2 separate regions of the Mus musculus genome follow, and region 2 is linked to region 1. Evidence: chromatin contacts called from public Hi-C data. All regions are on one chromosome and are shown on one strand. Each heading gives the region's core, a stretch centred on a gene start, on an enhancer-like site or on the middle of the called end of the contact. The rest is flanking DNA. Distances are from core to core; before and after follow the strand shown.

Region 1 (3,209 bases), core at 358-2,857:
TGTACCCAAAAGACTTCCAGTTAACACACCACAGAAATGCTGGAACAGCAGTGTTTATTGCTACAGTCTTCACAGGAGCCAGGACATGGAACCAGGCCTCGTATCCACCAGCAGATGAACGGACAGGGGAAACAGGGCCCGTGCACTGCAGAGTGTTTGCAGTGGTAAAGAAAACCGAAATCACAGCATTGGCAGGAAGATGGACCGGACTGGAAATCATCATGTTAAAAGACAGAAGTCTGACACAGAGAAGACAAAATTACCATGTTTTCTCTCATTTGCAGAAACCAGATGTAAAATGATGTGTATGTGTACATGTATGTACATGTGTGTACATGTGTTGGGAGCTACGAAACTAGGAATAGAAGTATGAGGAAAAGAAAGATCTTAAGGTGGAAACAGAGAGGGTGACAGAGCATTGTGAGAAAAAAAAAACAGAAGGGGTTGGTCTAGGGAAAAGTGGGGGAACAGGAGGGAAGGGATCGGACCGGGTAGCCATGCATGGGGAAGGGGAAAGAAACATACAGAGTTCACGTGTGTGTGAGACACCACAGTGAAACCTAGTACTTTCTATGCTAATCAAAAATTGTAACTTAAAAAAGAATGGGCTAAACAAATAAATATATCCTGACTGATTTTACGTTCTCCTGACACAAGCTATAGTTGTCCTAGAGGAGGAAACCTCAATTGAGAAGATGCCTCTATAAGATGGGGTTGCAGGCAAGCCTGCAGAGCATTTTCTTAATTAGTGACTGATGGGGGAGGGCCCAGCCCACTGTGGGTGGGGCCATCCCTGGAGCCTCTAGACCACCAGCTTCCCAAGTGCTCCGAGAGGTTTCAGGTCTGCCCTCAGCCTTTACCCCCTGTGCTGAGGACTATGAGACCCGTGTGTACTGTGTACCATGTGCCATGAACCGTGTGTGCTTGTTGTAGCTGCCCACTGCCAGACACACCCACCAGGCCATCCCTTGCTTCTCTTGGTCAGGCTAAGCCCCTAAATCCTGCTCCTTTCTCTTTCTGCTCTTTTGGGTGAGAACCAGCCGCTGCCGAGCCTAGTAGAGATGCCGCGTTATTTACCTTCATTTTCCTTTTGACTCTCTTCTTCTGATGCCTTTTTTTTTTTCACCCTCACCATGTTTCTTCTCCATCTTACACCTCTGAAGGCCTTCCAGACAATACATGGGGACAAGTCGTGACACGGAAGGCTTGAGGCTGCCAGGCTGTAGAGGAGGTGAGGCGGTGGGATGTCATTGGCTGGTCATGAGAAGCTCACCTGACAGCATCATGCACTGCTTCACAGCAACTAGAAACACAATGAAGTTAAGGGGCTGGGGTAAGCCATTCTCACAGGAAGAGAAGCCGTAGGAGAGGAGCTGACAGGCACTCTAACAGTAGTCTTCTGAGCTGGGGACAGAGTGTTTATGAGGCTCTGAAAAGCTCTGTCACGTGTGTTTCAACAGACATCGCAGAAATTTCAGATACAGCCCTGTTTGCTATAGTAGCATCAATGGCTTCTTCTAGGGCCAACACCCTATGGAAACCATCTCAGTTCCCCACCGTTGGCTGTCCGGGGATCCCCGGCTGCAGGGCAGCGGGTATCAGGTAGTAAAGGCCGCAAGTAACTTCCTGGCTTGCTAAGCAACCAGCGGAAACCACTCTGCTCTCACTGTGCTCTAGGCTGAGCATTCTCCTCAGAGTTTGAACAGAGAGAGAATCTCAGTAGATAAATTATTGATAACGTGGGCGTTACAGACACAGAACCCATCCCTCCTAAGCTCAATGCCCTGTGTGAGACAGACAGACAGACTGGAAGGAAGGAAGGAAGGAAGGAAGGAAGGAAGGAAGGAAGGAAGGAAGGAAGGAAGGAAGGGAGGGAGGGAAGCAGGCAGGCAGGCAGGCAAATGGAATCTGTGTCTGAGGTGCATTGTGAAGCAGAGTGGAATGACCCACAGGTGTAAGCAGGTGAGGTTGGAGAAGTGACACAGCTGGAGAGAGAGTCTCTCTCTGAAGTGTGCATAGTGTCACAAGTGAGGGAACTGGAGAGGACATGGAGGCTTGGTGGGGGATGAGGGGGGTGGGGTTGGGGGAGGGTGGGGCTGGGAGGAGGGGGCTGGAGGGAGGGTGGAGACTGGAGAAGAGGATGAAGGTGGAGGCCAGAAGCAGAAAGATGAGGACAAACAGTAGGTCTGTGAGAACAATCTAAGGATTTGGTGCTCCATGAGCCAAAACAAGGGTGCAACCTACAGGGAGATTACAAAATGAAGGTCACAGGGTAGCTCTGGATTAATTCCCATGATGCGGAATCAAAGACAGTAGAATGGAAAAGAAAGGGCTGTGACACACAGAGGTGACACACAGAAGCCCGTAGCAGTTCATAACTTGCTGCTATGTTTCAGTGTGTGCATGGAATTCTCACACACATGCATGATCATGTGTACAGTCACATTTGTGCTTGCATACATGTTACATGGTCAAACATACACAAGCATGTGTGTGTGTACATATAAGCTTGCATATATGTTACATGGTCACACATACACTACCATGTATACACGCACATTTAAGCTTGCATATATGTTACATGGTCACATATACATTAGCATGCATTTAGATCTTTGTGTGTATGACATCTATATGTTTGTATGTATATTATGTATGTGTGTGTGTGTTATGTGGATGTGTGTGCATATGTGTTTCCATGTGTAGGTGTAGAAGCATTCATGCCACAATGTATTCCTGGGGTGTGTTGGTTTTCACCTTCTACCCTGATTGAGACAGGGTCTGTCTGTTGATTGCTACCATGTTCACCAAACAAATTAGCCCACAAGCTCCTGGGAAATTCTCCTGCCTCCACTTTTCATCTTACTGTAGGAGCAGGAGGAGTGCAGATGCTTTCTACCACACCTGGGGCAGCAGGATTATAGACATGTGCTACCACACCTGAAGCAGCAGGATTGCAGATGCATGCTACCACACCTGGAGCAGCAGGATTGCAGATGCATGCTACCACACCTGGAGCAGCAGGATTGCAGATGCATGCTACCACATCTGGAGCAGCAGGATTGCAGATGCATGCTACCACACCTGGAGCAGCAGGATTGCAGATGCATGCTACCACACCTGGAGCAGCAGGATTGCAGATGCATGCTACCACACCTGGAGCAGCAGGATTGCAGATGCATGCTACCACACCTGGGGCAGCAGGATTG
Region 2 (3,412 bases), core at 599-3,098, 970 kb before region 1:
TGGAGACAGGATGGGATGTCTCTCTCTGTGTGTCTCCTGTGTCTTCCCCACCCCACCCCCCAGCTGCCCAATGACCAGACAGAGTCTGGCCGTGTCATATTTAAGACAAACAACGTGAATTCTCTCTCCTTCCCTCTCTTGCACACTCGTGTTTAGAAGGCAGTGAAAGCTGGTTTCTACTTCTTTTCTTCCTGGCAGTTGGGTGTATTGGGCGCGGCCCCTCGGGTTGTTCCCCCTGAATTTCTGCCCCTCATTTGTCTTTACAGTACTCACTGAAAGTGCCAAGTGTGGAGTTGTGGGAATCTGAGGGCTCCTCTTCTTAAACATTTCTTTAAGATTTTCTTTCTCTGTGGGGAATGGTATCAGCAAGCAGGATGCAGAGCACAGGGTCGGATGGACCAGGGTAGGAGGAGCACACACCCCATACCATCATGTTCCACGGTCCCGACTCAACTCCACCTCCTGGTGCAGAGCCTCTTCTTGCTCCACAGTGGTGTCTGCCATCCACTCAGACTCTCAAGAAGCTGAATAGTTGCTCGCTTGTTTGTTTGAAAATCTGAATCTGGTTGTTTAACTCCAACCAGTCAGTCCTGTCAGACATTCTCTGGGGGTGGGGATAGTTTAGAGGGATGAGAAATTATCCCAGTGTTATAACACGAAGATATTTTCTGTTGATTAAGTGCACTTTGTACAGTTCTGGCCATGTGGTGGTGACAGTATGGTGGTATCAGGAATGTGGTGGTGGCAGTGGTGTGGTGGCTTGCTTCTTTGTATAACAGGAAGATACTTTGGATGTGGTGACAGAAAATGTTGGCTTGTGGTTCTTTGCCTGTGGTCTTGGGTGTGCATGCCCTGGGCTTTACTGCTGACCAGAAGTCTTGAGGGGACAACTGGCCTGTCAACAAAGCATTTCCTCCTGGCCCATGATCCAGCTTAGTGTAGTGATAGCTTGGGGTTAGGGAGGCCTGTGTGTGGGAGACGGGGAGAAACTGTGCAAGCTGCTACAATATTCGTCCTGACCAGCTGTCTCTGGAGAGGATGCACAGTGATCTGGCTTGTAAATGGTTAGAAGGGAGCCAAGAGGAACATCTAGTCATAATTAGATTCCTGAAGTGGCTCCGGGTAGACAGTAGCGAGGTCAGAAAGTTGGGTATGACAGAGAATGTAAGCACCTGTCCCCACTACCTCGGTGAAGTTACAAAGCAGGTTGCATGGAACTCATTCTATTTTGTCTTTAACCTTATGTTTGGGAATAATCATAGGCTCATAAAAAATTACAAAAAAAAGTGTACAGGGGTGAGTGGGCTTTTCTCTTCTGCTACCGATGCACAGTCTGGGTTCCTTTGCTCCTCTTAGGCTAAAATTGTAAGTAAGCAAACAGTGGCGGTGGGACTTCTGGGTCTCTTTGTCCCAGATGTAGGCTGGACTAACAGACCCAGAGGCATATAGCTCTGAGTTCCAGATCTGGGTCCCCACGACTGGGCATATAGTCCCAAGCTCCCCACAAGAGGCGCAGGCTGGGAGGCTTCCTGCCCTGGGCCCAGACAGTGGGACCACCCTCGTGTATGGATCATAGCAGCAGGATTCCGTGGGTCAGGTCATATCTCTTAAGCTCTGGATGTTGGGACCCTTAGCTCATAGCAGCAGCTGGCATCAACTTTTGCTGCTGCCTCTTAACTTTAACTCTTTGCAGCCTTCCCTCATCCAAGGCCTGACTCTGCATTGTCTCAGCTTCCCCTTTCAGCCCAGCTGCCTCTGCTCCCTGCAGTTCCTGCCCTCCCCACCCCCCCAGTTGCTCTCTGCTGCTGAGCTTGCTACCAGTCATCGGTTACAGCAGCCTCTTCTTACCATCTCCACCCACTCTACCCAGGAGCAGAATTAGGCAACAGCAGATCACTCTAGATACACGCACAGGTGCCCATGTACGTACATGCATGCCTGCATATTCACATACACACATGCATGCACATACAGGCACATTCATGTTCACACACACACACACACACTTTTTCTCACAGTTTTTGGTAGTATTTTAAGGTTTCTCAGTAGTGACAACTGTAAAGTTTTATCTCTACTATGGAATGTACAGCCATGCCCCTTTCTAGGCTGATTTTTTCCCCCAAATTCCCTCTCTGTTTTTGGTTTATGGAAGCCAAACATATCTTAGAATTAATGGGTCCTGATGGCCGACCACAAATGGAACTTACGAGGATGTTATTAACATGTGCCAGCAATTTAGCTACAGAAAGGGAATTAGCAATCAACTCCTTTCTATCGCCAGCAATTAGAAGTGATTGACCTCAAACCGAGGCCTGAGAAGGGAGGAAGTCTTGAAAGCTGCCCATGTATGATGAGACTCTAAGACATCTTTTTAATTGGGATGCTTCCTGCCTTTGGTTGCAGAGGGCAGCTTGGGCAAGCCACACGGAGAGTTAGAATGCATAGGGCTTGCTCACGTGGCCCGGTGATATGATCTAACTTGGAATTCCTATGGCTGAAGTAAAGAGAGGCACAGTTAGATTTATGTTCCCTGTTGAGCCCAAGACATGGTATCCAGGCAACTCAAGCTGAACGCACACAAGATAGCGACCCTACCCCGCCTACTTGGTAAACTCCATGCAGGTGGTGGAAATAATACCTTGATAAATACGGCTGGTCACCTAGGACATTTTCCTTATATCAACATTTACCATAGGAGGTTCTCATGTCTTTGGATTTCACCAAGCAAACAACGCATCTCAGACCAGAAAGAGAAGCAAAGCTTTGCCAGGAAATGCTTGGCAGTAGTTGGCCTAACAACTGACTTGCACTGCTCGGCTATCCATGATCATTGGTCAGGGTGTTTGTAAGAGATAGCCTTGGGTTGGGGAGCACTGGCAGGCAGTCTTGAGTTGGGGAGCACAGGCAGTCTTGGGTTGGGGAGCACTGGCAGGCAGTCTTGGATTGGGGAGCACTGGCAGGCAGTCTTGGGCTGGGGAGCACAGGCAGTCTTGGGCTGGGGAGCACAGGGAGTCTTGGGTTGGGGAGCACTGGCAGGCAGTCTTGGATTGAGGAGCACGGGAAGGCAATCTTGGGTTGGGGAGCATGGGTTCCTCAGAAGCTCTGCCTTTCATTTGCTGCAGTGTTGTGTCTCTTGTTAGCATTCATAACACAGTGTTCCGCAGCACTGAGCCTCTCAGCACAGAGGCAATGGTTCCACTTCAGTTGCTGTTTGATGACCTGAAAATCCTAGCAATTGGCTCCATTATGGCTCTAAATAAAACGGGAGAAAACCCCTACAGAATACAAATTGACCCTAACTTAATCTTTCTTTTGTACAAGTAAACCACAGAATCAATAGATAACTTTCTTTGACAAATCAAACTTATTCTTTTAAAAAATACTTATTTTTTGTGTGTGCATGTGCCTAAAT

The links. Hi-C and Micro-C count contacts between places; a contact is called where the count stands out from the background.
Region 2: a contact with region 1 is called in a Hi-C map of regulatory T cells, with 3 times the contacts expected there. The contact joins two enhancer-like sites. A contact is called at or near these places in 3 of 15 datasets of contacts at CTCF or cohesin (embryonic stem cells, large pre-B cells and pro-B cells), 64 of 484 Hi-C or Micro-C datasets (the AML12 cell line, the C3H10T1/2 cell line, CD4 T cells and 39 more), 11 of 115 datasets of contacts at active chromatin or transcription factors (Th17 cells, astrocytes, bone marrow-derived dendritic cells and 8 more) and 2 of 9 other capture datasets (embryonic stem cells and embryonic tail).

Annotation. Positions count from the first base shown.
Region 1 is chr16:92,574,374-92,577,582 of GRCm38.p6, reverse strand. No RefSeq gene overlaps it. Among named protein-coding and RNA genes, the nearest start is that of Gm30224, 20 kb to the left of the region's middle. Within about 2 kb of position 1,607, at least 11 of the 459 cell types and tissues checked have an H3K27ac peak or open chromatin away from gene starts, as enhancers often do. A contact at or near this core is called in regulatory T cells, where this site is marked.
Region 2 is chr16:93,545,712-93,549,123 of GRCm38.p6, reverse strand. No RefSeq gene overlaps it. Among named protein-coding and RNA genes, the nearest start is that of Gm30695, 16 kb to the right of the region's middle. Within about 2 kb of position 1,848, at least 22 of the 459 cell types and tissues checked have an H3K27ac peak or open chromatin away from gene starts, as enhancers often do. A contact at or near this core is called in regulatory T cells, where this site is marked.